Regions from separate parts of the Gossypium hirsutum genome. Here region 1 is linked to region 2. The links are chromatin contacts, called in public Hi-C maps. All regions are on one chromosome and are shown on one strand. The core of a region is the stretch at or near the end of the contact, and the rest is flanking DNA. Distances in the headings are between cores, read along the strand shown. Region 1 holds the start of LOC107900081 (subtilisin-like protease SBT1.7). Region 2 holds the start of LOC107900012.

Evidence for each region. Hi-C and Micro-C count contacts between places; a contact is called where the count stands out from the background.
Region 1: a Hi-C map of leaf shows a contact between it and region 2, with 1.9 times the contacts expected there. The contact joins the promoter of LOC107900081 here to the promoter of LOC107900012 in region 2. A contact is called at or near these places in 7 of 34 Hi-C or Micro-C datasets (callus, hypocotyl, leaf and 1 more).

What each region holds. Positions count from the first base shown.
Region 1 is chrA11:64,525,683-64,530,899 of Gossypium_hirsutum_v2.1, reverse strand. LOC107900081 (subtilisin-like protease SBT1.7) reads right to left here and starts at 2,790. Exons shown (of 1, transcript XM_016825794.2): 1 at 1-2,790. The coding sequence starts at 1,952.
Region 2 is chrA11:64,303,859-64,309,236 of Gossypium_hirsutum_v2.1, reverse strand. It overlaps LOC107900012, which reads right to left and starts at 2,154. Exons shown (of 2, transcript XM_016825748.2): 1 at 433-2,154; 2 at 1-341. The coding sequence starts at 513.

The DNA.
Region 1 (5,217 bases), core at 1,541-4,040, 220 kb before region 2:
CTAGCATCACATGAGAAGTTTCTTCTCGCCAGGGATCTGATTTGGAACTCTGTGTAGTTCAAGGCACAAAGGAAACCCAGATAATCTTCCGCTGTCAAATCATACACAAGCCCTGGATTAAGCGCTGAAACGGGATCCACATGTCCAGCACCATGGTCGAACGGGGTGGATGGTTTCCCCGTTGCAACATCTTGCATTTTCTGCTTGTTTTTGTATTCCGTATAAGCTGTAGTCATAAGAGCTGATCTAATAGCTGCTGGACTCCAATCTGGGTGAGCCGCCTTCAGCAACCCTGCAAGGCCACTAACATGTGGGCAAGACATTGAAGTTCCTGAAATGATGTTAAAATCCACTCGTCTGGTATCCGTAGCCAGCCCCGTTGGACCTACTGCACCGGACCACCCTGCTAAAATGTTAACCCCTGGAGCAATCATGTCTGGTTTCAATATCTCCGAGGTTATAGAATTTGGTCCTCTTGAGCTAAAAGCAGCCACCACCGGTGATGGTTCTATACCAACTTTGGTTCCTTCAAAAAGAATGGTGACAGTTGGGTTAGGATTTGAAAACAAGTAGTCTCTTATAGCATCACCAGATTTTTGACCCACTGCGGTTGCCGGGAGCAAATGGGCATCCGCTACCAGCTCTTCACCGTTTGCGGCAGTGTTAGACAAAACCATGCCTATACCACCGGCTGCTTTAACGACAGCTCCTTTTTGAACCCTGACGTTCATCCCACGATCACAAAGAACAATCTTGCCGGCAACTTTTTCCGGTATCAAAGTATCCATCATACACAAATTCCCGTTGGTAGCATTGCTAGCATTGCCAGCATAAACAAATGGTAGCATCTTTCCAGGCAAGGGGCTGCCTCGGTAAAGCGACACGCCGGAGAAATTTTTGCCGTTTCCAAGGCTAACGAAAGCAGGGAAATCACGATCCAGTGTGCCTGCACCGACAGTTGTAATCCACGGAGCCACGTTTGATAAACTGTAAGGAGCTGGACCAGCATTTCCGGCCGAACAAGAAACTAAAATCCCCTTCTCCATGGCAGCAAAAGATCCGATTGCAACACTATCCCTGTAATAATCAGACATGCCACCGCCGAGGGACATGGATAGTACATTAACGTTGTCATCAATGGCCTTCTCCATGGCAGCCAAGATGTCTGAACTGAAACATCCACCGATCCAACAAACCTTGTAAACAGCAACCCTAGCGCGCGTGGCCATACCACGCGCCGTTCCTTGTGCGTAACCAAACAAGCTAGCTCCTTCCACCACCGACCCTGCAGCGGTGGAGGCCGTGTGAGTACCATGCCCATCATCATCTCGAGGTGATCTTGATTCCTTGGTCTCGTCAATTGCACCCAAGGCAGCCTCATACCCCTTAGCAAAGTACCTCGCACCTATCAATTTTTTATTGCAATTTGCGGAGGTAAAATTGGTGCCTGATTCGCACGCGCCTTTCCAGCTGCTTGGTATTGGTCCAAGCCCCGTATCAGCAAAGCTCTTGCTCTCAGGCCAAACACCAGTATCCAACACACCAATAACAACTTCACTCGCCGACTCAGACTCAGGGAACAAAGCAGCAGCTTGACTGAGTCCAAGGAACTCAGGTGTACGAGTCGTGTGTAACTCGTATCTTACCTCGGGTAAAACCGCGAGGATCCCTGGTTGGCTCTCGAGTTGCTCAGCTTCTTCATCAGTTAACTGAGTAGAGAATCCATGGATAACGTTGTCGTAGGTATAGAGCATTGCAGCCGAGCCGGAAACTGACTTCAAAGAGGAGTCATACCAGTGAGTATGGTGCTGGAAACTCGGAGGCATCTCGGATTTAGCCATGTGCACGATGTAAGTCTTTCTGCTACTCTTCTTCTCCTCCAATGGTGCAGCCATGGGCACGTGGCAAAGACCAAGAATCAGGACAATCATAAAACACTTAACCATCTCCATTTTTGTTCACTCTCTTCTTCACCAGAAAGAGAGGAAAAGCAATAGAGATGAAAGCTTGGATAAAACTCTTGATTTTATACAAAAAGGAACAGCTGTTTTCCTTTATTAAATATAAAAGAAGAGAGAGTGAACGTGGTCGTAGGACGGTGGTGGTTGTCTTGTTGTTTGAATGATTGGTTGCAAACCAAAAATAAATAAAGGAGAAAAAGAAAGAGGTGATGGAGGTTAAGAGCTGAGATAAGATACTAATAACTTTCTTTCACATGATTTCATGCTTTTGTGTTTATCCGTTGTCTTCAAATCTTCTCTTTTATTCTCGAGGCTGAGAATTGATTCTCTCTTCCTCCTCCCCTCTCAAGGCTGATGATAACTGTGTATTTCCTTTTTTTCTTTTTGCAGAGTTAAGGGGAACAACAATAAAGCACAAAAAGCAATAATTGAGAAGGGAAAAAAAAGGGCTTAATCCTTTCAATTATTTGTTCATTTAAGAAAAAACAAAGGATGGTTAAGCGATTACCATCTAGTCATTTGGGAAGATGAGTTGATGAGGAAGACGATAATTCAAGATTAAATTTGCATAAAAGGAAATTAAATAATAAGACGGTAGGTATAGTTAGTATAAAAATAATTTAAGATATCATGTGATGCCATAAAATAACACAAATTTATAAATGATATTTGAAAAGTAATGGCAGTAAAAATTCGTGAAGCTTAGAATTTCAAGTGCCCAAGTAGATAATATTTTAATTACGGTTGGCTGCTCTTTGAAATGAATATAATACAAAAGATGTGTATATGAAATTCATCAGACAGTTGAGTTGAATATGGATTATGTTTTGGAGGTTATAGATTTGCAATTCTTGATTCTGTCAGTATATTAATAATTATTTTTAAAACGACATAGTTATCAATTAGGTCTAACAGTTTGACTATAAAAGTATGAATTTGAAGAAAAATAATTTGGATAATTTAAATATTAATTTGTATTTAAGATATTAATAAATTTTTATTGTGTTTATTTAATTTTACATTATTTTTCCAGTTCACGGGCATTTGTCTTTGGCTCTTTGCTTCTTTCTATATTTATTATTTTATGCAACACGTTTGGAAATTATTGATGGGAGGTATACCCGCCAACCAACCATCCCCTTCTTCTTGCCTGTGCCCAAATAAATATTTAATTTAATAATAATTACAAATTGGTAAATGTTTTTGAAGGTGAATATTTAATTTAATGTGTAATTGGATTTAGATTTATCACAAATAATATATTAAACTATAGGCAAGTTCAAAATTGAATTCAAAAGTTGCTCACTTCTCATCTCACCAGTGATTGAAATTTATTTGGCAGAGAAAAGAAGGGTTAGATTCAGTGTAGGACTGATTTTCGTTTTTAAAGTATGTAATTTCTTTTGCCTATTGTTCAAATTGGGTGAGCAAAATTTGATTCGATTCGAAAAATTTGATAAAATTTTTAAATTTTGAATTAAATAGTTCGAGTTATTTGAGTTAATCAAGTTATTTGGATAAACTCGAATAAAAAAATAAGTTTTTTTGTTTAATTCGAGTTATCTAAAAATCCGAATAAGAAAATGCAAAACTACATCATTTTGATAAATGACTATATTTTTTAAAGTTAAAAGTCAAAACTATTAAGTTAAAAGGTAAAACTACGTTGTTTTTATAAAGTTTACTAATTAAGTTAAAAGGCAAAACCATTATATTGTTTATGTTGTTAAATAATTTTATACTTCGTTTGCTAGTTAAATAATTGGTTCATGTAAGTGCAACATTGAGTATAAATAATAGGATTCGTTAACTCGACTCTACTTGACTCTAAATTTTTTGACTCAATTCGATCTGATTCGAAAAAAATTCAAATTGAGTTCGGTTGCTAAAATAGGATTCGTCAACTCGACTAACTCGAAATTTTTTGACTCAATCGAATACTCACCCCTACTTATACTAACCTGGATTGAAATGTTGAAAAAACTATTTTCTTTTTTTTTTTTAAATTGAATACTATTAAATTTGTTGGATATTAGTTCCACGTTGTGGGGTCCGGTCATCACGTGTAGACATTGGACGCCATGATGCCATACTTCAATAAAAATCAAATTACAGCACAAGATCTCTAATATTAATAAGTTTCATTTTAACCACTTAATTAACATTATTTATTTATAAATAATTTGTTCCTCAACTGTCATAAGTATGGCGTATTAACTCAATATGCTACAAGGTTAATACCTAGCTCTTGAATTAGGATAAGTTATAATAATATTCTATTTTTTTTATATTTAATAGTTTTTTTTAAATAGAACGCTTTTGGAGAAAGTGTGTGAAAATGAGTTTAGCTAGGCATGTTTTCCTCTAACGATCATTTCCCAACGGTCCAATTTTAAACGAGGCTAATGGTAAAATTTTTTAAGGGGCAACGATTTTTTTACTATAAATACCAAGCCATTTTTCATTCTTTTCACTCAAATCCAACTATCTATTCTCTTTAAACTCTCAATTCTTTCAACTCTCTCAATTTTCTCAAGTTTTGTTTGAAATTTTTCAATCCATTTGTTTGAAAATATTATAGTTTTATTTTATTGTTTAGTAGATTATTCATTTCGATTAAATTTTCATAAATGGCAAGTTCGCTGATTCGTTTCGACGACAAGCACATTCCGCTACTCAATCGACAATGGTAAGAAAAAATTTAAAATTTCGTTATTTTCAATTAAGTTAATTTTAAAGTTTTTTTAAAATTTTAAAATATTTTATTTTGTTGATATAAATAGGCGGATGATCGTGTTTTGGGGGCGTTCATACACAATTTGTCAAAGAGTCCAAACATTGAAATTCGTGGTTATTTACAAGATGCGAGATTCTTACATGCATTTCATATGCTCAGGGGCTGCAAATTGGATCCTACACTTATCAGCGCGATGGTGGAAAGATGGAGACTGGAGACACACACATATCAACTTCCATGCAGTGAGTGTACATCACACTCAAGGATGTAGCTTTAGAACTTGATTTATCGGTGGATGGGTCAATCGTTATGGGGGTTAGCAGTCGTTCTCAGTCTAGAGGACTTTTGTGAGGCATTTTTAAGGAAGGTGTTGAAGAAGTTTCAAGGTGGACGGATAGATATGAAATGGTTAGAAAATAATTTCAAAAATCTTCCTCCGAACACAACTAACGTTGTAAAAGAACAATATGCCTAAGCATACATCCTGAGATTAATCGAGGGAATTCTAATGTCCGATAA
Region 2 (5,378 bases), core at 905-3,404:
GAAGAAGAGAAGCTCGGACCGGAATCCGAAGTTCGAGGAGTCCCATGTTTCTTCCTCGGCACGTACCTTGTGGGGCCTAAAGTAAGCTCAATCTCGCTCTCATCTATGGATTCTAATATTGTGTTACGACCATAGTCTGGTTCTGCAACAACATTGTTTGACCGATGATCACCCTCAGCCGCCGGATGTTCCAAGTCAAGTCTGGTTCTTGTATCGTGATGCATATTTATATTTCCATGGTGATAATTATTCTTCAAGCTAAAGTTTCCTTTAGGCCGGCTGCTTTCCATGCTTTTCATCAACGTCTTCTGGATTCGATATAGACGATGCAGTTCGTACACCTGAAAAACAGAACATTGCTTAAGGCTTAGAACAACAAATACAGTTTTTTTTTAAAAAACAAAATATATATGTGTGTGTATATATATATACCTGTTCTTTGAAAGTTTCTTCATGTTTTAAGATAGCCATCCTCATATACTCCTTATCGTACGGCCTAAGAAGATTCCCCATTGGAGTTTAATGTTGCTTGAAGAATACACCGAATATGTAGGATGAATAGATTTGGATTTGGATTTGGGAAATGAATAAAATGATCCCTTCTTTCCCAAGAAATTTGATAAGAAAGTAGATCACATAACAACTCTGATAATCAAATCACCTTTTTACTATTCCCACCTGTTAAAGTGAGCCCCCCCCCCCCCAAAAAAAAAAAAGCTGAGAATAAGGTTGTTGATTGGTAATGGATTGTTTATTATTGAGAGGAGAGAAGGGGGATGAATGGCATGAATTAATGTTTGTCCAGCACTAAAAATGAAAGTATGATAAACATCAACCACTTTTAGTTCCAGTATGATTTGTCTTCTTCTTCACATGTTCTTTGGGCCACCATTGATAAATCTTCCATACAAAATATCTTCCATTATGCAGCCTTGTCTATAGGTACATTATATATCACATGTGGTTTCAATGCCCTTCTTGGTTTCTTCTTATGTCTATTACTTTTTCTTTCACACATATATTAACCTTTATATAACCACATTTACAAAATAATAATAATCCACTATAAACCACTCCATCTAAATGGATATTCGGTACCTAATTACTATGAGTATACTAAATTAATAGGAGTGCAACACAGTTAGATGAGTATGTATGTATGTATGTTTTAAAATATTCATTTCATAGATTTAGATGTATTAAACTACACCAGCATCCATGAAAGAGTTGGTGTTTAAATGAAATTACATACATTTTGTATGTGTGGATATATGAATTTTGTTTAATTAAGAGGAAAAAAATCATTACTTTCATGGATCTTCTTAAAGTGATTGTTTAAGAAGGAAAAATATGAAAGCCGGTGATAACAAAGTTTAACAGTAGGATCATCATAATCACCATGTTAAAGGGTAACTCTAAAATGAAAATAATAAAAACCAAATGCATATATATCAAACACACAATTGAACATCCAAATTCCTTGCTTCCGAAAGTCAAACTCAACCTAATATTTTATGATTCTTATCTCTTTTATCCTCTTCTTGTTGCAATAAAATCATGCATCAGAAAAGAAAAGAAAAAAGGGATGGTAGTAGAGAATTGAAGTGCATATTCTGACCTGATACAAATTCTTGAAGAGGCTACCAAATTATGAAGAATCACAGCAGCTAAACCAGTTGAAGTTGAAGAAGATGAAGTAGAGAGAAATTGAGTTTTGCAAGGAGAAAGAGAAAAACCTTAAGTTGAGCCAAATCTAGGTTTTGAGAGAGAAAGAGGATGAGCTTGCTCTCTCACAATATTCCCCATCAGTATATACTGAAAACAAGGTCCAAATAAACTATAATATTTTGATATAAAGAGAGAGAGAGAGAGAGAGAAGAACTTAAGAATCTGGGGTGCATTCTTGGGTTTCAGGCATGCCAAACAAATGAGAGTGTAAATAGCCAATGCAATTCAAGTTTTGTGGAAGATGCCTAAGACAGGTCGAGCAATGCACTTCATTTATAAATTATTTTTATTAACATGTAACAGGATTTGCACATATCTATTATCTATATTTCTATATTAGGGTTTTTGGGGACAATCATCATAAAATAGTTGAGCTGCGTTTGCTATGGTGTGTGATTCACATGCACCCAAGAATTCTATATCCCTTCTAACAGTTGTCTCCTCCATTTTATAATTTTTTAAGAACAAAAAAAAAAAAAGGGTTAGTGGAAACTGATATGATGAGGGAGGTGTTCATGGTCCCTCCAACAATTACATCCCTGCCGTACGATAAGGGTGGTTACCCTTAACAAAACCATCATAAATTATTCATCACACCCATATCCACAGGATCAAAAAGATCTTGTTTATATAGTATCAGATACAGATATCACAATTAACAAAAATAACGTGCAACCCAGATGATGATGGATCATTTGGATCTGAGTTGTTGGATTCGATTTTCAACCCCACATTCAAACAATGATTATAGCCGTTAATTAGCCATGTGAGGAAGGTTGTTGCCAAAATCAATCAAACATATCCGACGGTCCACATAACTGGATGAAATATGGTACACATTAAATGTACTTATATATATATAACCTTTTATTATTATTATTGCATATGCAGCAGGTTTCTTGATATATAGAATTATTTTATAGATCTCTCTCTCTCATCATTCTTTTATATTGGGAAATTGCTTAATAAATAATTTATGTATTTGATTATTTGTCACTGTTGTGCTATAGCTGTACATGGTACAGACTGGAAGATGATCCCTTGAGGGGACCATATAAATGAAAAGATTAAATGGATTTTGTTTTCAGGAATATTTATCACAACACTTGAATTATATATATTTTTATTAATCTAATAAAATTGAAATCTTATGTTAATGTAGGTTATATTATTTATAAATTTAAAAATTCAAATTTAATTATTAATATTCATAAAAATAACATTATAATCAACATCGGTTTAATATAGATAATTTTAACAGTAAACTAAATTTGAAATTTGTCAGAATTTAACAAAAGTAAAATCCCATTCTTATCTTGAAAAGGAAGCATAATTGGTGAAACTTTTTATAATAATTAATTATAAACGTATTAGCATGATTAGGATAAATAATGAAGTATGCATTAGAAGAAAATTGTGTTTATTTATAGGAAGAAAAAGGGTGAGAATGGGGAAGCACGCGTTGCTGGTAAGGAGAGGTGCAACCGTATGGGGCCGTGGGTCCATTGCTGAAAAGGTTGAAGCAAGGGGCCACCCCAGAGGCTTATGTTCTTCTGTTGTCATTTAGGTCCCACCACCCACCATTTAAATAAAGAAATTAATTACACTTTATGGCTACTACTTTATTAGAAGATAGACAGCAACAAAAGATTTGTCAAAAATTTCAGGCTTCAACAGTATTCAGAAGGTGCAGATTTTTAGTCAGCAAAATAGGGGTACATTTACATTTACAAGATGCTATCTCTCTGTAACCCCACCCATTTGTGTTTCACCTTCTCACAAAGGAATCATCATTGGTCCAAAGAATATAAGCATTTTTGCAGAATAACATCTTCTTCAATTTAATCTCTGCTTCTGAGGATTATCAAATGATGGAACCTAAATTTAATTAAAGATTTGAAATATAAATAACTTTTAGTGAATTTAATCTGTACTTAATTGGGCGGGTTTTGTGGACAAAATCTTGCACCAAAGATATAACACGTGTCTGTTTGCTTTGATTCGGACATTCTATTTGATTTGATCTGATGAGTGTGAAACAACATGACTAATGAGTTTCCCCAATCAACCCTATCTTGTCGGATGAATTTTATCTCCATTTAACAACATGCTACACTTAAGCAGTGTCAAAAATAATTTAATTTTACATTTTTTTCATAATAATTTATATTATTAATATTTCTATATTTATGGACTATTTATATAGATCATGTATGTCAAGTTCGATGTAAATTTAAAACTTTTATTTTTTTTATGTAAAAAAGAATTAACCGTTGGATATATATATATAGAGAGAGTATTTTAAATTGGTATAACAGAAATATCTAATCGGTCTAAAAATTTACATGCATGATAAGACAATTGAATCATTAAAATATTAATTATTTAAATAATTAAAGAAGTGTGTAAAACTACTTTTTATATATATATATTCTAATTAAAACTATATCTATCTTTATAAAACAAAAGATTAAATTATTTTTTTAAATCATTTAAAAGTTGATGATAACTATAATAAGAACTTTTAAAATGAGAATGATGAAAATCAAATTGTTTTTAACCCTTAGATTAAAATAAATTAATCTAAGCCTTAAATTTAATATTTAATCTACATTAATAAATATCACAACAACCAACCTTTTCCTTTTTTTTTCTTTTAACAGCGTAATATAAATTTTAGACTGGAAAAAATTGAATAATCTCTTAGTTTTAGACTTACTTCTTTTTCTAAGCAAAAAATTAGAAGTAAGTTTACAATGGGATTGAAAGTAAGAAACTAGCGTTATTAAGATTAAGTAATTTAGGTACTCAATATTTATTTTTTTCAGTATTTGAGATTTTTTTCTTGGTTGATGAAAAGCACTTAAAAAATTTCATGAAATACAGATGAATACTAAATACCCAAAATTTTAAAGTGAAATTCTCTACAATTTTTTGCAGGAAAGAAAAACAAATACCAAACACCCAAATTGCTTAATATTGATAACCCTAATCTCTTACTTCCCTTTCTTTGTAAATTTGCTTTCATTTTTTCTTCTCAAAAAATTTACATGTGAAAGTAAGAAATTATCGAGGTCTTTTTGTTCTTAAAACTTGTATTACATGGAGAAAAAAAAAAGTAGGTATTGTGCTCTTTATTGTAGTGAGGTAGATTAAATCTTAAATCTAAGGCTTAAATTTATTCAATTTGATCTAAAAAATTAAAAACAATTTGGTTATCATGATTCTCATTTTAAGAATTTCTACACCCTAAAAAGATTTTATTAAATAATTAGTACTAATCTCGAATCTTGAATTCAATCGTTAAATGATTTTTTTCCTATTCTTCTTATAAAAATGGTTAAATGATGATCCAAATCTAAAAACTAAGTGAAATGCTAAATTAACTTGTACTAAACTTAGCAATATTTTATTTATTAAAAAAAAATAGACTACATTGGTAATCACTCAACTATAAATAATTTTTTTATTACTCAATTATAAAAAAATTATATAATGGTTGTTCAACTATTTAACTTTCTTTTTTTCTTTTTTGGTTACTAGTAATTTAACTGTTGTAAGTTGGCAGGTTTAAAATTTGCCATAGTAATAATTTTAACTCTCAATATTTACATAATCTGAAATTTGATCTTTTTTATATTTTTTTTCCT